Regions from separate parts of the Zea mays genome. Here region 1 is linked to region 2. The links are chromatin contacts, called in public Hi-C maps. All regions are on one chromosome and are shown on one strand. Each heading gives the region's core, a stretch centred on a gene start, on an enhancer-like site or on the middle of the called end of the contact. The rest is flanking DNA. Distances are from core to core; before and after follow the strand shown.

Region 1 (7,302 bases), core at 1,217-3,716, 250 kb before region 2:
TTGAGGCGTGGTGGTGCCTGTCGGATATTTGCTTTCATCACTACTTGAAGAGTCAACAAACGTGCAAGGATAATTTTTCAAGTGTCTGCTCGGTTCTGTTGCTATATTGTGTTAAGAGAAGTGTTGGCAGGGATATTTATTTATTTGTAAGCAAATTATCAGCTGTTTCTATCTTATTTTAAAAGAATCCATGCTTAAATAAGACATAAGAAAAGCTGGATATAATAGCCTAAAAAGAGAGAGAGAAAAGGATGATGAACATAAAACTATGCATTGGCTAGTGTTGTGAGAGCTGTTTTGGAAACGTTTCTATGACCAACATATCAAATCAAGAAACTGGTCACATGTGAAAGGTAAAGAACTAAAGGAGGAACTAGGTATATTATTATTAAACCCATTATTATATATAGATCGATATGCAGGTAAATAAATTTCTGTTCTGTACCAAATTGGGGGCAGCTAAGCTAGCTCTCAAACTTGCCCAATTGACGTATAAGAAAATCTATGTACTTAGCCGATAGAGACCGTATCTTATGAGCAAGGAGCCCTGCTGCTCCCATGAGCAAAATCAATCTAGATCACACTCTCTACATCCAACGGTGCTGCGTCAGAGGGGGTTTTTGTAAAATGTACAGAGTTGCAAAGAATATTTTATAAAACCCCCTGACGCAGCACCGTTGGATGTGGAGGGTGTGGTATGGATTGATTTTGCTCATGGGAGCACTAGCGCTCCTTGCGCATAAGATACGGTCTCTAGCCGATAATGCTAGATTTTCTTACCTTTTTCTTGTAGGTATCAGTCTGCGTGCTGATCACATGGTACTGAAAAATCAAACGAGAGAAGGGATCAGCAAAAGAGGTAGGTAAGTAAGACTAAAACATGGACATGATGAGATGAAATTATTCAAGATTCTAAAAAAATTACTAGTAGCAACAATTTTCTTTTTCCCCACCTTTAATTTTCTTTTGAGAACAAGATCTAATTCTAGTAGACCAATAGAAAAATATTGAATCAGGGCTAAATGTTTTTGTTTAAGGTAAAAAAAGAAAGAAACTTTTATTTGACAGGACTTAATTAGATGCATTGACACTGGGACTGAATTAGTGTACAAGAGATGAATCTATCTCTCCCAGTAAAGAATCCTAAATCTCCTTTTTTTTAACTGCGAACAACACGCCAGAGAGATCTATCTAATGACGGCTTCAAAAACAAGATTCAAAGCCGAATCAGAAGGCATGAACAAAGATCTACCAGCAGCAAGGAGCATGAAATATGAACAGATCTGAAGAGCGCATCATCAGCCCGCAGAAGAGATAATATGACAGATCTATACCTAACTAGCTAGGACTAGCTAGGGGAGTCAGAAAAAAAAAACGCAAGAGATTAGGGTTTGTACGTGCCTTCCTATGGCGAACCTCCTTGAGAGCCGCGTCGACGTTTTGCTCGAGGCCGCGCAGCTCGTCGAAGTCCAGACTGTCCAGATCCTCGCCCATCCTTTGCCTGATTGATGAGCACAGCAGCACACAAATCAGCAAGCCTGTGTGCTCGGAGCTAATTCATGTAAACTCGCGGATCCATCCCTCGTAGTATACGGGGACATCTCGCTCAGAAAATCCACATGCATATGAGGAATAAGCACAGGAAGAGGAAAGTGGCGGTTGTTCGTCCGTGCTGTGTTGACCTAATCTCTGTGCGCAGACCACGATTGATGTCCTTGAGATGGCTCAGCGTGCGCTGCATATTCTGCAGAGAGATCAAAACCAATAAAGCATGGAAAATCGTTTAGAGCTTTAGATCTCATCATCTCATGGACATGTGGATAAAGCAGCGAGCGAAGCAAAAGAGAGGAGGCGGCGGCCAGCAGCAAGCAAGGAAAGGAAAGGAAAGGAAAGACACAAGGGGCCGGGGAAACGAATATGGCTGACGGACGGACCTCATACTGCTCGATCCATAGGCTGGTCCCGATGGCCTGCTGGTACCGGTCAAAGATGGTCTTGATGCTGCGATTGAACCAACCAACCAACACACACGCAGATCGATCAGCCAGCGAATTGAAGCAGCGCGCGGAGGCCAGGAGGAGGGAGGGGAGATGGAAGAGGAAGAGCAGGCACTAGTGCACTACTGAGTAGAGTACTGACTCGGTTCCGGGGCTGCAGAACTCGTGGTACTTGCCGGTGGAGGAGAACATGATGATGGCGACCTGGGCGTCGCAGAGCACGGTGAGCTCGCGCGCCTTCTTCATGATCCCCGTCCGGCGCTTGGAGTAGGTCACCTGGCGGTTGGTGGCGTTCTCGATCCGCTTGATCTCGATCTTGCCGCGCCCCATCGTCGCCGCCGCCGTCCCGGGGGGGCGCTCCGCCTCCAGCGTCTCGATCCGGATGGGACTTGGGAGTTGGGAGAGGAGAGAGAGACCTGGAGAGTTAGGAGGATGCAGCTAGCAGAGCTGTCTGAGCGAGCAGCACAACAGGCCGGTGCTGCCGCTGCCGCTGCTAGCTAGGTGGTGGTAATAAGGAGAGGAGGGGAGGCGGTGGTGCCAAGGAAGCAAGCAAGGACAAGGCGTGTGCGTGTGCATTTCGGGGTGGCGAGGACGGGGCGCGGTGCGCGGCGTGGACGGGGACAGCTGCCCGATCCGTGAAAGGCGTGGGGCACCGTGCCCGCCCGCCCGCCCGCGTGCCGTATTGTGGGTGCCGTGCAGTGCCCGCCCGCGCCCGGCCCCTGTGATCTGACGCGGCGTGGGTGTAAGCGCCGGCCGGCTGGGTCGATCTCGGCGCGTTTCCAATCAATCCACCGTGCCGTCCGTCGGTCAGCCGTGGTGGCGGCTTTTGGCACAACGGTTAGCACGGTTTTGGCTTCCGGATCCTCTTCTCCGGCACACTCCCTCCTCCTTTGCTTTCTCTTCTTCTCTTGGCCTCCTCCTTTTGCACCGGCTGTCAACTCTCGATCACACACCTCCTGCTAGCAGGTAGCAGCTATCGTCTACCTCCTTGTTAGCTACCTAGCGTCGTCACGTCACCTCACCGGCATCAAATCAAACCGCTCGCTCGGTCGCTCTACACAACCATGCATTAATTACCGGGCCATGATTACATGCATGATCAAAGTCTGTTTGGTTCTACTCCAAGTGACAACTGACAAGCTAGTTTAGATGTACTCCACTGTTAAGTTAGCGGGTAGAGAGAAGGTGGATTGAAGAAGAAGAACTAGAAGAGGGAAGAGTTGGGCGAAGGAATCAGGTTTATGTTCTTCGTTACCTCTTCCGGTCTGACTTTCTCCTTATATGGCAACGACGCCGTTCTATTACACGGCACATGGCCCAATTGTAAACGCCACAGCAACTATTACACGACCTAAGTTGGCTCAAGATATTTTGGGTTCAGCTTATTCACACGCCTCAGCCTGTTCACTTAAACTCAAACTTCCCGCGCTTTCTCTTCATCAGTATTCAGGTTGTGGTTGCCTTCAGTTTCATCAGCCTGCGCCGCTCCGCTGTCCACATTTCCCCCCCCCCCCCGCCTTGGAAGACTGCTTGCCCCCAAGCCGGTGCTTCAGGAAACCGAGAACAGAGAGCCACAACATCTTCCCAAGTTGCTAAAGAGTCATCCATACCGGACCAGACCACTTTGATGTGTGCTACCAGCTCACCCCCGCACTCAATCATCCTGCGCTGCAGCACTCAGATGGGCACCTGAACTAGCCTGAGATCATCAGGCAATGAAGGAACTAACACTTGGTTGTGACCAACCGCTTTCTTCAGTTGAGAAACGTGTATGACTAGATGGTTAGAACTAGTAGAAGGCAGCTGCAAGAGATAAGCCACTGGTCCCACTTTAGCCAAGATTTGGTAAGCTCCAAAGAATTTGAATGCCAGTTTTTTATTGACAGGTGTAGCCACGGAGGACTGAATGTATGGTTGCAATTTCAAATACACCCAGTCACCCACATCGAAATGCCTCTCTGATCGATGTTTATCAGCCTGCTTCTTCATTCTATCCTGTGCACGAGTCAGATGTAACTTAATGACCCGAATCATCAACTCCCTTTCCTTCAACCATTCCTCCAACTCCATGTTAGTAACCACTGCTTTGGATGAAATACCAAAGTGACGAGGAGCATAACCATATAAAACCTCAAATGGGGTGCGCCCAAGTACGGAGTGAAAAGAAGTATTATACCAATACTCGGCGACAGACAACCATTTAGACCACTTCACTGGGAAGGCGTGCACAAAACAGCGCAAAAAATGTTTCCAAACATTGGTTTAACCTCTCGGTTTGACCATCCGATTGAGGATGACGTGGTATCCTGGCCCCTAGGATGGTGATATCCTGGCCCAAGGCTTAATAGAATTAATAGAGTATCCATAACAACAAGGTGCATCTTCTTTTTTGGAAGCCTATCTCGAAAGAACCTCCAAGTTAAGCGTGCTTGGCTTGGAGCAATTTGGGATGGGTGACCGACTGGGAAGTTTTTCTTGGGTGCGCATGAGTAAGGACAAAGTGTGCACAAAAGACTCGTGCTGGTCTGTGGGGACAGTATATGATCCTAGAGAGCTGCCAGGAGTAAGTATCGCTGGTCCAGGTATTGGACGAGGTGTTACAGATTAGGGCTGGAAACGAGCCGAGCCGAGCTCGGCTCGACGTGGCTCGGTGCAGCTGCGAGCCGAGCCAGGCTCGGCTCGGTCATTTTGCGAGCCCGACCTAGAGGCTCGGCTCGGCTCGGTAACGGCTCGCGAGCCGGCTCGAGCCAGCTCGCGAGCCTCACACTAAATCACGTTTAGAGTATAAATTATATATTTTTTATTATATATAAGATAAAAAAAATTATGTATTATATATTTTTAGACTACAATATAAGTGTATCACATATCAAGTTTAAGAAATTCAATAAAATAGTTCAAAACATAACAATAATATGGTATAATAGTATACTTGACGTTGTTAGCTCGGCTCGCGAGCTGGACCGAGCCGGCTCGGCTCGGCTCGCAGTTCTGGCGAGCTACAAAATCAGGCTCGGCTCGGGCTCGTTTTGGCTCGCGAGCCGGCTCGAGCCGAGCCGAGCCTCACCGAGCCCGAGCCGGCTCGTCGAGCCCGAGCCAAATTTCCACCCCTATTACAGATGATAGGCCAAAGACATACACAACCGTGCATCAGTCAACTGAAACAATTGTTGCCAAAACAAACTGGTGAAGATTCGATCCCGATCGGAAATAATATTGGTTGGCAACCCGTGTAGTCGATAGACTTGATCCAAGAACAACTTAGTCACCTTAGGAGCAGTGAAGGGGTGAAGCAATGGAAGGAAATGTCCATATTTTGAGAACTTGTCAATAACCACTAGGATACAATTGTAGTTAGCGGATCTAGGTAGTCCCTCAATGAAATCAAGTGATATAGTGAGCCAAGTATGATTAGGCACTGCAAGAGGCTGCAATAACCCTAGGTATCGAGCTCTATCAGGTTTTGCCCACTGGCAAACAACACAAGCCTTCACATAAGCATAAACAACTGATTTCATTCTAGGCCAATAGAATATAGGCTTAAGTTTGCTATAAGTTGCAGGAGCTCCAGAATGTCCCCCAATGGCAGCATCATGTATAGCTTGAATCACCTTCTGCTGCGGATGTGTATTGCCTGCCAACCAAATGCGTCCATTGTGCCTGATAACCCCCTGATGCAAGGTGAAAGGAGCCATATCACCTGACTGCAACTAAGCTTAGCTAAAAATTCCTGAGCCAAAGTATTGGTAGTATATCCTTGCACCACTTCCTATAGCCAATCCGGGACAGAAGTAGATACAACTAAACATGAACCCTGAAGAGGTTGCCTAGATAAGGCATCAACAGCTGCATTGTCCACACCCTTTTTATACACAATCTTATATTGCAAACCAACAACTTTGGTATAAACTTTTTGTTGCCAAATAGTGTGTAATCGCTGCTTGTTCAATTGAGATAGACTGTGGTGATCAGTGTAAATAGTGAACTCAGTGAGTTGCAAGTATGACCTCCATTGAGTGATGGCAAGAATGATATCCATGTATTCTTTTTCATAAGTAGATAGACCTTAATTTTTGGGTCCTAAAGCTCTGCTGAGAAATGCCAAAGGATGACCCCTCTGCATGAGCACTGATGCAACTCCATACTGACAAGCATCAGTGTAAACACAAAATGGCTGAGAAAAGTCAGGCAAAGCCAGCACTGGGGCAGAAATAAGAGCCTGTTTCAGCAATTGGAAGGTTGTTTGGTGATCTGGGGTCCAAACAAATACCATATGTTTCTTTAAGAGATCAAATAGAGGTTTGTTGATCACACCAAAATGTCTGACAAACTTTCTATAGAACCCGGCCAAACCAAGAAAACTGTGAAGTTCTTTAGCAAATTTAGGTGCATGCCATTGCTCAATGGCCTGGATCTTTGAGGGATCTATAGCCACACCCTATTCACTAATAATGTGGCCCAAATATGTTATCTGAGTTTGAGCAAATTCACATTTGGTCAGCTTTACTTTCCACTGATCACGCATGAGTAAATGAAGAACAATTTGTAAGTGGACAAGATGATCCTCAAATGTTTTGCTGTAAATCTGGATGTCATCAAAGAAAACCAAAGCACATTTCCTTAATACTGGTTGTAAGGTGTTGTTCATGGCACCAAGAAAAGTGTTTGGAGCATCAGTCAACCCAAACGCCATAACTCAAAACTCGTAGTGGCCCACATGTGTTTGAAAGGCTGTCTTATACTCCTCACCTTGCTTCAACAAGATTTGGTGATACCCAGCTTTAAGGTCTAATTTACTAAACCATTTAGCATAAGGTAATTCATCCATCAATTGGTCAAAGATTGGAACTGGATACTTACTATTGATAGTTAGAGCATTAAGATACCGATAGTCCACACAAAACCTCCATGTATTGTCTTTCTTTTTGACAAACAAAACTTGTAACACCCCGTCCAATCCCTGGACCGGCGGTACTTACTCCTGGCAGCTCTCTAGGATCATATATTGTCCCCACAGACCAACACGAGTCTTTTGTGCGCACTTTGTCCTCACTCATGCGCACCCGAGAAAACTTCCCGGTTGGTCACCCATCCTAAATTGCTCCAAGCCAAGCACGCTTAACTTGGAGGTTCTTTCGAGATAGGATACCGAAAAAGAAGATGCACCTTGTTGGTATGATTACACTATTAATTCTATTAAGCCTTGGGCCAGGACATCACATCCCAGGGGCCAGGATATCACAATCCACCCCCCTTAGAAGACCGACGTCCTCGTCGGTCAACCCCAATCCAGGAACCTCCCCTC
Region 2 (6,983 bases), core at 2,694-5,193:
CACACCGGACAGTAAACAGTCACTGTCCGGTGCATACCGGACAGTCCGGTGCGATGTCCGGTGCGCCACTAAAATTCAACTCTAAAACAGTTGCTCTCGGGTTTCTGCGAAGGGAATGCCTCTTCCTACCCTAACTCTTGATTTTCAGCTGATTTTCAAATCGGTTTTCGTTCTAACTTGTGAGTGAGTTCTAGAGTGACACCTAGCACTGTATATGAGTGTGATTGTGCACCAACACTACACTAGAACTCTCTTGGTCAAACTACTCATCGACAACCCCTCTTTATAGTACGGCTAAAAGAGAATAAAAGACCTAACTAAACCGCGAGTGTCCACATCTCCTTGACACTCGGACTCCGTAGACCTTCACCTTTTGTTTCGTCGTTTTAGTCGTCGCTTCGAGTTCTTATCTCCGGGATTGTTTTCACCGTCGTAGTACTTCTACCTGTCATGCGACCTAACTTACCATTTGTCTCTGCAAAACACACGTTAGTCACATATAATATTACGTTGTCATTAATCACTAAAACCAACCAGGGGCCTAGATGCTTTCACATAGTTGCTTTGCTAAATTCTAATGGACAGTGGCTGTAGCTAAAACATTATTATCTTGATAAAAGACTACTGCATTACCACTTCTATGAGAACAATGAGATTATCTAGAAAGTTCGGTTCAAATTATAGAGTATAGCATCATAGTTGCATTTCAGGCTTTAACAGGCGTTGCTTCAGAAATTGTTCAGTAAGGAACATTTGACTCATAAATCATCAGGAATATACTGGAGCTCATCAATCATCTTTTTAAAATAGTTGACTCACCAATTTTTCTTGCTAATTTTGCAGATCAGCAGGAGATGTTTGAGAGGGAAATTGGTCGTCTTAGAATATTGTTCTAGTAGCATGTACCGCAACAACAGACTCCTACCCATAGCCGTAGTAATAGCAGAGACCTGGATTCACAATTTGCAAACATGTCTCTAAAACACAACGATCCCAGTTTAGGGCTTGACGCTGTCTCTGGCCTTTGCATTTAAGGTTCATTTGTTCCAGCTTTTGGATCCCTAAGCTTCACATAATATGTTGTCCCTTTATGCCACTCTTTGTGGTTGTTAGTAGCATCATGAGAGGAGGAGCGGTGAACGGGGGATCTCATCCCATGGTGAATAAAGCTGGAAAGGTTAATAACTGTGGATCTGATTCTTATTTCTTTCAGAATGTGCACCTGATTGTCATTCTTAGCTTGTCCATTGTTGATGCTTGATCAGTCAGAGGTGTTTCTGCTTGCAGATTGATGACTTCCATGGATCCTTGTTTCAGTTTGAAGTTAGAACACTAAGGTTCTAACCATGTGGCCCTTGTATTAGTTTGGCACATGAATGGAATGTGAACTGGTTCTCTTTAGGTTATGCCACATCCTGGAAAACCATTGTGTCAAGAGTATCAGGCCATGCCCAATAAGATGGTGTCATGGTGAGGTCGAAGGGCTGATGCAGCTCAGTTTCGTTTTATTTGTGATGTGCAGAGCAAGATATTGGATATTTTGTGTTCTCACATTTATTTGAGCACTGTATTTTTATCGCATTATGATGACAGGTGCAAGTTTATTTTAACTTCCAAGTCTCTGCTTGTGTTCAACAAGTCGTTGTAGGTTCTATGAGATTAACGGCAACTTAAAAATGATTAAGGTGCTAACATGTCTTTTAATTGGTAAAAAAGTTAAAATTACGCACAAATGAGATTCGGACTATGGTGGTGGTTGGCTCTAGACTTATATTTGCACCCACCTATACAAATCAATAGAACACATGTGTCTTTGTACTTTATACTCTTTACTCAAGCATAAAAATAAACTATAGCAACATACGGACACTTTACTATGTTCTTTAAATGGTAAAAAGGTTAAAATTACGCACAAATGAGATTCGAACTATGATGTTTGTTGGCTTACATTCACACCCAACTAAGCAAACAATAGAACACACGTGTCTTTATATTTTATACTCTATACTCAAACATAAATGTAATCCGTAGCAACATACGAGTACTTAATTTATTATTATTGTAAAGATTTGAAATATGTTTAAACAAATATCCATTTAAACAAAGCCTATCTATGTGATATATATATACTAGGTATATGCATGTGCGTTGCTACAGAATCAATATGATAAAACACATATTTTTGACATATCAATGTATTTTAGCATATTAATTCCGTAGTAACGCACGGACATATACTAGTTTAGGCTAGTTTCCTAGATCCCAATTATATCTCGCTTCTTTCTAAAAAATTATGTTGTGCAACTGTCCAAATCGGTCTTTGTTCCCCCATACCTCTGATGTCAATCTGCAATTTATATCCCCTTTTGACTTGCTATAACACCTCCTTTGTCCTCCTACTCTGTATAATTCCCGTTCTTAACATTCTTATTGTGTCCCTTTACCAAAGAGCTCCCTTTGTTGCTGAACAGATCCCCTGCACCTGAAAATGGGTTGACGAGGTTCATGTCAAAGTCTACTCTGAGATCGGTAATTCGAAGCTTTTTTTTGCCACCTCATGATCTGTGAGTGATACACGACACAGCAAACCTAATTAATTGGGATTGAGCACTGCTAACCACTAGCGGTGAGTATTATGTAAGCAAGCTCACACACAGCGGTCACAGAAGTCACGACAAGTACACACACTGTCCGGCCGGGCCGGACTGATACAGTACAGCTCAGAAGCACCAGAAAGTTGGCGCCGGCGCCGGCCGCGCCTTCTTGGCCGGCGGCGGCTGCGGGAGCTCCGGCACCGCGAACACGTCGCTGTCGCTGTTCCAAGTCCTCTCCGTCACGCACCCCTGCGTCGGGACGACCACAACGGAGGCCGGGGCCTTGTCGAAGCCCAGCGCTGCGCCGCCGACGCGCTTGCCTGGCCGGCCGCTGGCCACCACGTCGAAGAGGTCGGCATCCACGGACGGCACCTGATCGTGGCCGTCGCTGTAGCCGGTCTTCTGCTTCCGAGAACCACCGAGAGACCGATCCGTTAGCGCGATCCGGCTGTGGACATAGAATAGAAACAGAATAGAGCACGGCGAGGACGGACGGACGGGCACGTACAGATGGCGCTGAGAACGACGAGTCGTCCAAGAGAAGATCGTCGACGCGCCAGCCCGGGCAGATGTTGGTGAGGTAGTCGGAGATGCTGCTGCCGCCGCCGGACTCAAGAGACGAGGCCTTGGCCGCGCAGGCGGCGGGGACAGCGTCGGGCTCGGCGACGTCGTCGTCGTCGTCGTCAGGGGAGGGGGGCGCCTGGTCGACGAGCGCGGCGGAGAGCTTGGCCCCGACGAGGAGGAAGCGGGTGTGCTTGGCGGTGAGGTCGTTGGCGCTGTGGATGGGGTCGTCGCAGTCGGGGCACAGGATGGCGCGGTCCTCCACGCAGAACACGAGGCCCCTCCGCTCCTGCAGAACGCAACCATGTCAGCAGACAGCAGCAGCTCCGAATCAGATCCCCTCCGGCTGATCGAAGCACCGGACACCGTCACCTTGCAGACGTCGCAGAGCGGCGCGGCGGCGGCGGCGGCGGAGTCGTCGCCGCAGGGCTGGACGAGCGGGATGCGGCGGCGCTTGTCGGCGCGGTGGACGCGGCGGTCGCAGGCGGAGCAGAGCGCGGCCTCGTCAGTGCAGAAGAGCACGGCGGCCGGCGCGCCGCCGCAGACGTCGCAGAGCACCTGCATGGCGAGCCTATCGGAGACCAGCGCTCAGTCGCTCAGGAGGAGAATATGGTAGGCACTAAGCTCGCTCTCAAGCTACAGCGTCAAAGGTTGAAAAGGGGGCTGGAGAGGAACAGAGAAGAGGACATGGTGGGATGGGTGCGGCGAGAGGAAGAGGCAATAATGTAACAGAGCATGGGGGTGGTGGGATTAAATTATCCGCCATGACGGGGAGAGGCGAGATCTTGTTTGGGGAAGACGGGAAGAAATGAGGCTAAAGTTCGCCACCTGGTTTTGTGCTTCTTCGGGTTTATTAACTCGCGGATTAGACTATCTCAGCCTCTATATCTCACTTGTTATTTTTAATTTCACTATATAAACTGTGCATTTTGCATATCCTTATACATGATCTCCTGTAGCTGGAGATGGCTTTACTGCTAGCTCTCAGCCTATAGCTCAAAATTAGCTTTGTGTAATTGATTATTGTCTTCTTACTTCATAGATGTAGTATTGATCTATGTATGATGTACAATTTTGACTAAATTATATAGTGTTAGGGCATGTTTGCATCTAGAAGTTAAAGCAAAAATGACTAAAATTTAGTCACTTGGAAACTAAAAATATAAACAGAATGAGTTAAAAGTGACTAAGATAATATTTTTATTTACTATTTTATTTATTTTTAACTCTTTCTGTTTAGATCTTTATTGACTAAATTTTAGCCATTTTTGTTTTAGCTTCTAGATCCAAACATACCTTTAATCCATTTTGGCATCCGATAAAGTAACGCGATTCCCAACATAAATATAATGAGCCACTTACAGAGTCTTAGCATTCACTCAAGAAAATGCTAGAGGCTAAACCTTCTACGGTTGCACAATTGGAGGCTTGGATCCTCTTCCCTGACACTATCCAAAATTTTAGATCTTCTGTTTTTCGTGTTTTGTTACCTCTATTCACGGTTTAGACTATCCACGATATCCTCTTCATATTTCAAACTCCACTATGTAAATATTACTGTAAACATTACTGCAAAACAGTGTTTTGCACGACTATTTCTGGAGTTGGCCTTAGGGCTAGCTCTACCAGCTTCTAGCAAGATCGGTCCTACACATAACATGCGCAGCGAGTCCTCGACGGGAGCTAAAGTCCATATCTGACAGGAACAACAATCAAAAATCAAACGAGTGGGCAGAACTGATAACGGCCAGATGGCAGAGCCCAAATTGCTGGCTCCAACACAGGACGAGGCTAACACAGTTCAGGATCCCCCACAGTAACAGTGGCTTCAGCAGCTCTGGAGACCAGGCACGCTTCAGCACAGGTAAAGAATCATTTCGGATGCATTTCTTCCACGGGCAATCTATTTTTACAAGTTTGAGCAACATCTCCCTACTACCAAGTGTCCCCCTCCCCTGAGCACGTTTTGTCCCCTTTAAAAACTAGGAACAGAATTAGAACCTATTCTCTTCTTGCGGGTTTCCACGGACGGGCGACGAATATGGGTAAAACCAAAGAACGTATTTGCTTTGCTGCCTTCACATCACGATGCGGAGGACGGCGAGGCCGACGGCTGAGATCGAAACAATGGTACCTATGCAGTACTTGATGACATCGTACTTTGCTGCCTCCAACTGGGCCTTCAGTGAGTGGATTTCCTGCATATGGCCGGCAAAACATTTTGGTTGGTCTCTGATGTAAACGATGACACGGAAAGCATGGGCATGCGGCCTTAGTTTACTACCACTCACCTTGTCAAGCTTTGTGGTAAGCTCAGTGGTTTCCTCATTCTGCTTGGCAAGCTCATCACGTATGCGCCTGGAGCATGGTTTCAATCAGGTGCCATAATCACACACATGACAGTTTTAGCTCAAAAAGGCATGATACTAAAGAAAACATCTACCGCTGTCCAGTTATTCAGAACTATAACACACTAGTGTAAAAGTGTAATCCATCAGAAGAGACTAAAGAATCCTCAATGGCTTGTTCGGTTAGGGGTGGATTGAAGGGTTGTAGAGGATGGCATTTAATCCCCTCAAATCCCCCTCAATCCACCTCAAACCGAACAAGCCCTAAGAAGGCTTAAGGGAGACTGGAGATGTCCTAAAAAAGTGAGTTTTCCTTACATTAAATCAAGGTGCAAAACATCACTAGAAACTATAGCGCACATGTCAACACGTCATTGTGTGTTCATGATCTAAACATCGTACACTGCTGAGTGCTGACCAACAGATGATTGCATATAAAGAGAACTAGGAGCATCTCAACCAAAGGCATATGACAAAACCACCATATTGATTTTTTGAAAACATTAGAATTATAGATTGGCCCACACACCTTAAAACTTGAACATGAATGCCTTTTCATATGAAAGGTGAGCAATGATAACTAAATAAGCAGTCCAAGTCAGATACCTGAGACCCAGAATTGTAGCCAAGATCACTATAACTTTCTCTATAAGAGCAAGTTAATCATTCTTTGTTGTGTTTGTTCCATACACAAATCTATAGAAAGTATTGATTCTTATGTTTTACTGATCAGTGCAAAGCTGGTAGCCAGATAATGGGAAAAGAAATGGACAGTGTAGAGAGGCATATCTAAATAGAGACAAATGATCTTACCCTCTTTCAAGATTCAGATCCAATCGCTGTCCTGCGGTGACCTTGTCGATCTCATACCTGTTTCACACAATGAACAATTAGACTGAGTATGTTCATTCAGATTCCTGACATAACCAGCTCTTGAACTTAACACTGACTTCAGTTCACTCCTCATCTTATCAATATCTCCGCGAAGTTTCTCAGTCTCCCGCTGTAGTAAAGAGAAATGGTTTTCCTACAGAAAGGAAATGACCTTTTTAAGAGGTTGACCAACAGTTTTGAATACTGAAAATGTAAAGAGAAAAGCAGCAAGATGAGGACATGTGAACTGCAATCCATGCAAACACAATGCGAATAGGCAAGAACTATTTTTAGGTTAGTGGTTTCAATTATCAAATCGAAATCTGCAGTTATGTAGCACTAGGTTCAGCTAAAACATCGCAGAGCACACAACAACAACAACAATGCCTTTTATCCCAACTCCCAAACTGGGATCACAATGAGAAAAATCCAGCACCATGCATACAAATCAGAGTATTAGATATGTAATTCCTGACTCTTAAATCCTAGACAGAATTCTGGAATCCCACTCTCTGAAAGAGAGTTATTTCTCTCGAAAAATGCATCAGATTGTTCCTCCAAACTAGATAATGGATAGAACATCCCAGGTAAAATGACAATTAGTAGT

Evidence for each region. A called contact is a pair of places that touch in the nucleus more often than the background predicts.
Region 1: a contact with region 2 is called in a Hi-C map of leaf, with 6 times the contacts expected there. The contact joins the promoter of LOC541799 here to the promoter of LOC100284380 in region 2. A contact is called at or near these places in 2 of 25 Hi-C or Micro-C datasets (endosperm and leaf).

The regions. Positions count from the first base shown.
Region 1 is chr6:94,453,431-94,460,732 of Zm-B73-REFERENCE-NAM-5.0, reverse strand. It overlaps LOC541799 (silky 1), which reads right to left and starts at 2,466. Exons shown (of 7, transcript NM_001111481.2): 1 at 2,140-2,466; 2 at 1,935-2,001; 3 at 1,683-1,744; 4 at 1,402-1,501; 5 at 781-822. The coding sequence starts at 2,327.
Region 2 is chr6:94,202,318-94,209,300 of Zm-B73-REFERENCE-NAM-5.0, reverse strand. LOC100284380 reads right to left here and starts at 3,943. Exons shown (of 2, transcript NM_001412854.1): 1 at 3,103-3,943; 2 at 2,524-2,996. The coding sequence starts at 3,719. The coding sequence ends at 2,834. LOC100285948 reads right to left here. Exons shown (of 7, transcript NM_001158837.2): 4 at 6,454-6,530; 5 at 6,317-6,373; 6 at 5,447-5,513; 7 at 4,720-5,353. The coding sequence ends at 5,234.